Regions from separate parts of the Gossypium hirsutum genome. Here region 1 is linked to region 2. A link is a contact called in public Hi-C data. All regions are on one chromosome and are shown on one strand. Each heading gives the region's core, a stretch centred on a gene start, on an enhancer-like site or on the middle of the called end of the contact. The rest is flanking DNA. Distances are from core to core; before and after follow the strand shown.

What was found. Hi-C and Micro-C count contacts between places; a contact is called where the count stands out from the background.
Region 1: a Hi-C map of leaf shows a contact between it and region 2, with 3 times the contacts expected there. The contact joins the promoter of LOC107906235 here to the enhancer-like site in region 2. A contact is called at or near these places in 4 of 34 Hi-C or Micro-C datasets (hypocotyl and leaf).

The regions. Positions count from the first base shown.
Region 1 is chrD01:42,637,403-42,642,041 of Gossypium_hirsutum_v2.1, reverse strand. It overlaps LOC107906235 (probable potassium transporter 17), which reads left to right and starts at 2,634. Exons shown (of 8, transcript XM_016833216.2): 1 at 2,634-2,975; 2 at 3,323-3,542; 3 at 3,696-3,938; 4 at 4,024-4,074; 5 at 4,295-4,555. The coding sequence starts at 2,832.
Region 2 is chrD01:42,303,591-42,308,362 of Gossypium_hirsutum_v2.1, reverse strand. It overlaps LOC107922578 (zinc finger protein SHOOT GRAVITROPISM 5), which reads right to left. Exons shown (of 3, transcript XM_016852668.2): 3 at 3,918-4,772. The coding sequence ends at 4,105. Among protein-coding and RNA genes, the nearest start is that of LOC107922578, 3.8 kb to the right of the region's middle. Within about 2 kb of position 2,287, at least 6 of the 9 cell types and tissues checked have an H3K27ac peak or open chromatin away from gene starts, as enhancers often do. A contact at or near this core is called in leaf, where this site is marked.

The DNA.
Region 1 (4,639 bases), core at 1,385-3,884, 330 kb before region 2:
TCCTATCCAATGTGCATCTTCCCCAAGGCCTTCTATTTTTTTTATCCACGCCTTACGATACGAAGGTGTGTAGTTGAATTGGCTATGAATATTTGCAATTAAAACCGACATAGTAATCCTCGGATCTGCTTTCTCTATTGGTAGTATTATGCATGCGATCATATTTGAATCCAACTTCAGATGATCTTGTAAAACACTTGCAACCACACGAGTATGTAAAACCCTAATTAATAAAACTCTAAAAACCCCGTGATACTTTACCAGATGCAACACATGTATGCAAACCGGTGAACTTTTTTATCATCCATAATCTCGTCCTCTTCTTAACAGAAGTCATGATTTTCCATGTGTATCTACCGTCTCATATTGCACACTTAGCCTCGAACCTTTCAGATTTGGATTTAACCATGTGGAAGTTAACCTCGTTCTTGATGTTGTATCACTTCAATGTAGCGAGAAAATCATCTTTATTGGAAAATTCCCTACCAACTTCCAAATCACCCAAATCCAACAAAAGATTTGCATAGCCAGGCCTCATGTGTGGTAGTTCTGCAAACTTTAAGTCATCATTTGTCGATAGATCGATATTATGCATGTGAGCTAGAGGCGAGTATATTGTGAATCGTGGATCTTCATCTTCATCTTCACCCCTTTCACCGTCTTCCGGTTCAGTTGGAACAAGTTCTGGTTTAGAAAATAATACAACTTCTGAACCGTCGACACTGGGCTCACGAGGTGGATCCATATCAGATTCATTACCATATTCATTCTCGGACTCACCAACATTTGTCATGTTGGAGGTCCTCTCGCTGGTGGATGTCATAGGGAGTACATAATCCCTTTTCATGTATATGTCAGAATGTCCAAAATCACATGTCGATTGTCAACCACTGAAAGTTGTTGCCATTCCCTAGTAAGTATTCCCTACGTTCAACATCGACCCACTATGGTTCATGTCCCATCCACTAACTGAGTGTCGTGCAGGGGTCGTATATTCCGTTCTACCACCAAAACCTGATACTTCGGTGTTCTACTTCCTACGATTAAAATCTAAGGTTGAGACAGATGAATGTCTTCCCATCGATGATTCCGGGATATCATAATGGAAACTTTCTAACAAAGTAGTTGGACTATCGACATTTTTAACTGTTCTTGCCTCTCGAACAGTAAGAGATGTTGAAGTTTCAAGTCCTTCATTTGGCATTGAAAATTCCACATATAACTCAAGAAACGATGATCCACTATCGCTGTGCGTTTGCACCATCGCCTCCAAGCCTTGAGCACCTTTGATATCGAACGCGTCATATTTCACGGGATTGATCGAAGCACAAAATCGATACTTAATAGACAATACTCTCATTGCCGTAGATCCAATGATTTTTCACCTAATTCTTTTTTGAAGTTCTAGCAACTCTATGTTTGGGTTAAAATCCAGTCCACTCATTTTTGACCAAATTTTTTTGTCGAGAGAAGTTCGAAACAAAAACATTATGCAAAAAATATAATGCTTCAAATAAATATTAACACGAAAAATTAATGCTTATGCTTACTTTTTTTTACAAATAGTATTGTTGCTCCAACTTATACCTTCCCTACGAACTTCTAATCTTCTGAACTTCTTCAAATTTTATTGCTCCGACTTATGCCATCAGAGGCTGAAATATGGGTCATTTATAGCCCAAGGAATAACATCCCACTCGTTTTTGTAAAAATGCCCTAGATAGTGAGGGTTGAAATTTGTAGAGAAAAAAAATGCTCCAAGTAGGATGCACTATCAGCAACTGTATTGAAAAGGGCATCCAGTTGGAAGCACTTTCAATGCTTTTGCTGACAGTGCATTCTGATTGGAGAGTTTTTCAGAAATGTTTCAGATATCCTAGAATTCTCGAGATATTTTTTTAGAACTCATCTCGTCAAAATTATTTTTTCGAAACCCATCTTGTCAAAATTATTTTTTCAGAACCCTTGAACACTAAAAACCCTAACAATAAAACCCAAAACCCTAATAATAAAATCATTTTTCTTAAAACCTTAATTAATAAACACTAAACCCTAATTGAAACCATAAACACTAATTTATTAAATCCTAAACCCTAATTAAAACACTAAACCTTAATTTAATAAACTATAAATCCTAATTAAACAATTAAAACCCTAAAAAAGGGAAAAACGCGCTGACCTGGATGCGTTTTTTCCTAGTGCGCTGACTTGGACGCATTTTACTGGTCAAAGGAAAAGGTGCTGAGTTAGACGCACTTTATTGGTCAGAGGGAAAAAAGCGCTGAGCTGGACGCACTTTACTAATTTCCCCTTAAAAACGACACCAGTTGGGCGCGTTTTTGTAAAATTGACCCATTTCCGTAAATTTCAACAAAATTGGCCCATTTCTATTATTATTTTATAAAACTAGACTTTAAACCTGATATATTTATATTTATCTATATAGTTTTTGAGAATTTTTTAAATAATATAAAATTTTAAAACTTAATTTGTTTTAATGTTAATATTAAATTAATTAGAAAAAATATTTTATATAATTATAAATATTAAAATTTATAATAAATTATGTAAAAACAAAAATCACAACATTGGCAATCCCTATAGACGCAACAACTTATGGACAATGTTACCGCCACGCAACTAACCCGTATGAACAAGAAATGTACCGGAGGTAACTCCACGAACCCTGAACACGACATTCGTATACCCGTCCATATACACCTCACCAGCCAATGAGCCCTGGCCGTGGCCCTGTATCTTCTAAATATTGACTGTACTTACAGTTTCTGGTCTTAATACAACAAAAGCGCCAAAACAGGTTGTACATCGGTATGGATTTACAGTCGGGGGCGGCTGTCGCTCTACCCGAGCTTCTCATTGATTCTGCTTCTGGCACTAGTCATCACTTGGACTCTCTTCACTTCCCTCTCCACAATACCACCGATTCGGTAATGCTTCAATCCTCCGACAACAAGGTAGTTTTTCTTACCACTGCACATGTCTGTTACACGTTTATGCTATGTTCTTTCATGAGGGATTTCACTTGTTTCCAACTTTTGAGATTCTGGGTTTATACTTATGCTTTCATTTCACTTTGTTCTATCTTTCTCTATCGGTTTTGCTTTTTGTAGACTGTATATTGTTTTGCTTCCTTTTGTTTTAGATGTTTCAACCTGATTTCTTGTGAGTGTCTTTCATTTACAAATTCAGACAGTTCTATTTTGAATTCTTTTGTAATATAGTTTTGATCTTTGGGTTTTGAAATCTAGTCGATTTGGAACCGGATTTATATATATTGACTTAATTCTTTTGAAATCCGGAGACTGGTAGATGGAGCAATCTGTTACTTGCATATAAGACTCTAGGAGTTGTATTTGGAGGGCTTGTGACATCCCCATTATATGTATATCCATCAATGCATTTAAATTCTCCAACGGAAGAGGACTACTTGGGAATCTATAGCATCATGTTTTGGACTCTTACTCTCATTGGGGTTGTCAAGTATGCCTGTATAGCTCTTAAGGCTGATGATCAGGGTGAAGGTATGTAACACTGTTGTGTAGTTAACTTTTAGAATCTCTGTGATAGTGCGTATGCTTATTGAATCATAATTTTCGTAAGCTATTACTCAATTTGCATTGATGGAAGCTGGACATGAATATTTTTCACTTAGCCAAAAATCTGATTGGATGCAGGTGGAACATTTGCCTTGTATTCCTTACTCTGTAGAAATATGAATATTGGAATCCTTTCTTCAAAAAGTTCAGATGTAAACTCCAGTCAAGCACGTTGTGTACTTAATGAGGACAACAAACAGAAAAGCAGACTTGGCAAAGTTTTTGAAACAAGTATGGTTGCCAGAAGGGCGTTGCTTTTCATTGCTATGTTAGGTACATGTATGCTAATCGGTGATGGTATTCTTACTCCTTCAATCTCAGGTTTGTTTCCGGAATTATTTCTTTATTCCTGTTTTCTTCATCAGTATTTGAGTCTGTCATACATGACATGCAAATATTTTGACAGTGTTGTCTGCAATGGATGGACTAAGAGCACCGTTCCCTTCTATCTCCAAATGTAAGTATATGAAGCTTTCAAACTCTGGAGTGTTAATGTCTTCTGTTCTCAAATAAATTCTTCCTGTACTAGTGCGTTTACTCATGAGTAGATAGTTTTATGATTTTCTTATTAATTTATATGTGAGCAATCATCCTCTAGTTTTATGATTTTCTTATTAATTTATATGTGAGCAATCATCCTCCTTTAGCTTTGCAAGTTGCTGATCTGTGAATTGCAGCTTTAGTAGAAGCTCTTTCTGCAGTGGTTCTTTTTATTCTGTTCCTGCTGCAGAAATTTGGAACTTCTCGAGTGAGTTTTTTGTTTTCCCCTATCATGGGTGCATGGACCTTGAGCACTCCACTTGTTGGAATTTATAGCATTATACATCACTACCCCAACATATTCAAGGCTTTATCACCATACTACATTTTCCATTTCTTTTGGAGAAATGGAAAAGAAGGCTGGTTGATGCTTGGCAGTACCATCCTCTGTATCACAGGTAATTTTTTTTATACTTAAGTTATATATCATCATTGGTAAATAAGTTACAGGATTGTTTCTACCGCATATGTTAACTTGAACA
Region 2 (4,772 bases), core at 1,038-3,537:
AGAAATATGTGATAACTTTTTAAACTTTTTCAACATAAAAGTATCATACAATAAACAAGTATTAGGAGGTAAATTACATTTTAGTTTTTTTAATAAAAAATTATATATTAGTCATTATAAGTTAAATTAAAAAGTAAATTGGTCATTTCTATTAAAAACATCACAAATGTTTACTGTTAAAAACTAGTGTGGCTGACAGATCAACCATATAGTAACATGTGATGTGCCACGTGTATCTCATGTTGACATATAGGGACCCATTTTTACTAGTAGAAATTGATAGAGTTTTTAATAGAATGACCAATTTGCTTTTTAATTTAACGTATAATGATTAATTTGTCCATTTTTTTAGTAAAAAAGGTAAAATGCAATCTAACTCCTAGTACAATACCTCCCATAGTACTTTTACTTTTTTCAACATATTATCATTTTCTATGGGCTTAAATCACGATTTGGCCCCTAAAGTATACTCAATTGCTCACTTTGGCACCTAAACTTTTTTTTCTCAAATTTGGTACCTAAATTATCGATTTTCTCTATTTTTGGTCCATTTTGTAACGACCATTAAAAAAATCCATTAGGCAACTTTGCCTAATGGAAAAGAGCCACGTAGCAATTAGGTTTATTTAAAATGAAAACATTGAATTTAAATTAAAAATAAAAAATTATTATACTAAATATTTAAATATTAAAAACACTTTTGACTTTGATCAAGTGTTGAACGACGTTGACTGATCGTTGACCCGACGTTGATTGATCATTGAACGACGTTGATTGACTACGTGGTGCTATTAGAACACGTCAAGTGCCCCCTTTTATTTTTTAATATTAATTAAAAATATAAAAAATTGTATATAATAAATATAATTTTAAAAAAATTAAAAATAGTTTTTTTATAAAATTTTAAAATATAGAATTATAAATTTTAAAAAGTCAAAATAATATATAAAAATTATTATAAAAGTTAATATATATTTTAATTCCAATTTTTATAACATTTTTAATTTTAATTTATTATTTTAAATTTTTACAATTTATAATTATATATTTTAGAATTTTATAAAAAAAATTGTAAACTTTTTAAAATATATACTATAAATGTTTAATATTATAATTTTCTTTGTACAAAAAAATATTATAAATTTTTTATTTAAATTTTTTTTATTTTAAGTAAAGTTAATTGCTATGTGACATTTTTCCATTGACCAAAGTTGCTTAATCGATTTTGTTTAATGACCATTACAAAATGGACAAAAGATAGAGAAAATTGGTATTTTGAGTACCAAATTGAGATATACCAAAGTGAAAAAATAAATATATTTTTAGAGTTAAACCGTGAATTAAGCATTTTGTTTATATTCCTAATAAAAAATGAAGGAAGGATGATGGGAAAAGTAAGTGATACATTTATTTATTTTTTTCATATTTTTCATTAAAAAAACAGATATTATTATGTATTTCTCCTTTCTTTTCTTTTTTTTTTAATATGAAGATTATGAAATATCTTTTTTTTCTTTTATTGATAATTTGTTTCTCTTTTCCTTAAATTTTTGAAGTTTTGACTAAACCAAAACTATGTGTTTGTTGTGGTTAATTTAGTATCCTAACAAAAATGTATTAGTTCCTTCTCCCATCCCACTCATTGATTTTCTTTTTATTTTATTTTGGCTCATTTAGATCATAACAAAATTTGCATTACAGGAAACTGTATTATAGAGGATTGAAATGGTTGAAAGATTACTACGCATTTCTAAAGTTATTTGATTCAACGAAGGTCTTTTATTGTTTTATATTCTTTTAAATCAAACCAAATAAAAATTACATGATATAACTTTTCTTTAATTGAATCAAAGTAAGAGCTATGAAATATAAGTTATTCTAAAAGTGCTATCAAATAAGATTAAGACAAGGAGGAGACAAACCAACTTTTCTCAACAATACAACTATATTTATATAAAATAATAATTAAAAGTATCTGTTTTTATTTTATTTTGGGTGGCGAAGGGCACTGCTTTTATTTCTTTCCAATTTGTTGAACTAAATGTGCGACTCCACCTGATCTTTCTTAATGTTTAACCTCCCTTCCTCTCCATTTCAATTTCATCCCTCTTTTAACTGCCATAGAGTTAAAAGTTACTTTTTTTAATTCCTTTCTATATATATATTTTTTTAAATTTTATTTTGGGTACATTAGTAAGTGCATGAGCTGTTTGTTTAAAATCATCCCCCAAAGCAAGTGAAAATAACGTAAGTGCCATTCATAGCTATCCGATGAACAAAAAAGGAAAAGGGAAACTGCGTTAAAAGGTGGGGAAAGAGCTGCCCGTGGTCCCAAACCCAAGATCTAAGCCTTAACCCCTTCATTTATAAATAAATAATAAATAAAGAACCCAGAAAACATAAAATAAAATAAATAATGGAAACCCTTCTGGGCTGCTTCACCTTTGCCTTTGGCTGAACTAAAATACCCTACACAGGCACAGCTAGTGCTACATATATATATGGTGTTGAAGGATTGAACCATATAGTTGAAGGATTGAAGGGCGCAAATATGGTGGTAGAGGAAAGTAGTTCTTTTGCTACAACTGCTATTCATTTAATTTTTGGCTCAAATGAAAAACAAAATTTAATGGGAAAGGGCAGTGTGTCCCTCTGCTCTGCCATAGCTGCTGCTGAATCTGATAAAGTGTGAGAGAGAGTGTGTTCTTTAAGTGAATTGGATGTGTTGTTTATGTTTGAGAAGGACCATTGCCTGTCTATAACCATTTCAACTGTGGCACTGAAAAACATGGTGTTTTTATAAGCATTTAAAAGGACACAAATGCAATGAAAATGACATTCCTTTCCCACCCTCCCTCCTCTCTCTTCCTTTCTTTTCTTTTACAACATTCAATTTGGGGTTGAATCTATGGGTCACCATCTTTGAATGGTTCCTTCCTATTTTCTAGCTAAAATGGTCCCCAATATGTGTAAAAACTCCAATACCCCAAAGAGAGGATTTTCATATTCTATGTGTCGTTCATTCATTTATATTTTCATTAAGAAGACAAAAAATAAACATAAGCTTGGCTTACATTTACATACAGACCCTTTGAAATTTAAATTTGCCTAAAATCTAACAAGCAATCCAAGCATTATGTTTTGAACTCTTCTTCTTTTTCTTCCCATTATTTTAATGCTTCCGACAAAAACAAAAAGAAAAATTTATAAAGGGAAAAGCCGCATCAACCGGCTATAGTATTAGGGGAAAGATAAATCCAACACCCTTTGTTTTGTTGTTATCCTTAATTTTTTTTTCAATGTTTTGTTTTTATTATAAACTTTACACATTTTGGTCCAAGTATAACGAAAACCCATCGTGAGCTGCTGAGCAAAAATACAACTTACAAATTTTGTGAGCCTCAGCCTGTTTTTCTTTTTCCTTTTTATCTTACTTTAGTAGGAAAACCCATCATAGAGAGTTCTATTCTCAATTTATGGTCTAATCCGGTTCAACTTTAAATATAGTCAGAACTTGTATATCTCGAAATATATTGTAACAAAACATATATGTCAGTGCCTAATCTAGGATTATTCAATAAGTTTCACACACACACACACACACACAAGTATATATAAGGCTTAGGCTAGTGGCTAGAAGAATAATCTGAAATGATTGGTTACTCTCCAAGCTTTATGATGGGATTCAGCATATTTGAAGTCAAGCGGACGATAAAAATGTGCCCTGATGTTTAAAACATTCACATGGCATACCTGCAGGTGTAGCAGTGCAATAAGCGGTTGAGAAAATCTCAAGGCATGACCATTTGTTCATATATCTTATATAGATACTGTACGTCACACTGCATTTAATTAAATTGCAATGTCTACCCCCCCCCTTTTTTTTCTATTAAACAAATGAAGATATAGTAAATCGATTCAAGAACTGCTTAAAACGACCATTTTCTTCTTCTTTTTCTTATATCAAATCCACGATAGTGGTTAGAATAAGTGAAGAAAAACTAGTTGACAAAGCAAAGAAAAACTCAACATGCAGATCAAAGAACAAAGAGATTTAAGGGCTAATGGGGGTTGATCATTTATCATTGCATGATCAACTTGCCGTCACTCTCCTTCCCCTTCTGTTGTGGCCGAAGACATGTAACTCATAGCAAGTGAGGTCTCATCATCTGGACCAGCAGCTGTTGATGTTTGGAACTGATGCTTGCAAGTTTGACAAGTGATCTGCATGATTGTAGCACTTATCTTCTTTGTGGCTTGATCTTTCAAGGCTTGAGCTTTCTCCAGTTCACCTTGCGCTTGTTGCCTTATCCTCTTTGCACTAGCGAACTCAAGCTCAGCCATCTCGATCTGCCTCTTAGCTTCTTGTCTAGCCTTTTCGGCGTAGGCCTTCTCGGCCATGGCCAACTTTAGCTGCCCACTTGCGAACTCTTTCAACCTAGTAGCTTCCAATGTCGTTTCACTTGCATTCTTTTCACCACCGTCGTTGGACCCTATCGATAGCTTCAAATGTGTAGCGTACTCCTCATCTGAATCCCTCGAGTTAGCGGTTGATGAAGGTAGAAGTTGAAGTTCAAGATTGTGTTGCAGTTGTTGGCGCTGATGGTCTGAACCAGACACACGCTTGTACAAGAAAACAGGCTCCGTTGATTTTGTTATCGGCAATCCATGCAATGGGGCGATGCTAAAGTTGGCATCGCTTGAAGGACTAGTGCTTGAAGCCGTTCGAGAGGAGCAGGCTGCTGCAGGTTGCAGCTGCGCCTGCAACTCAG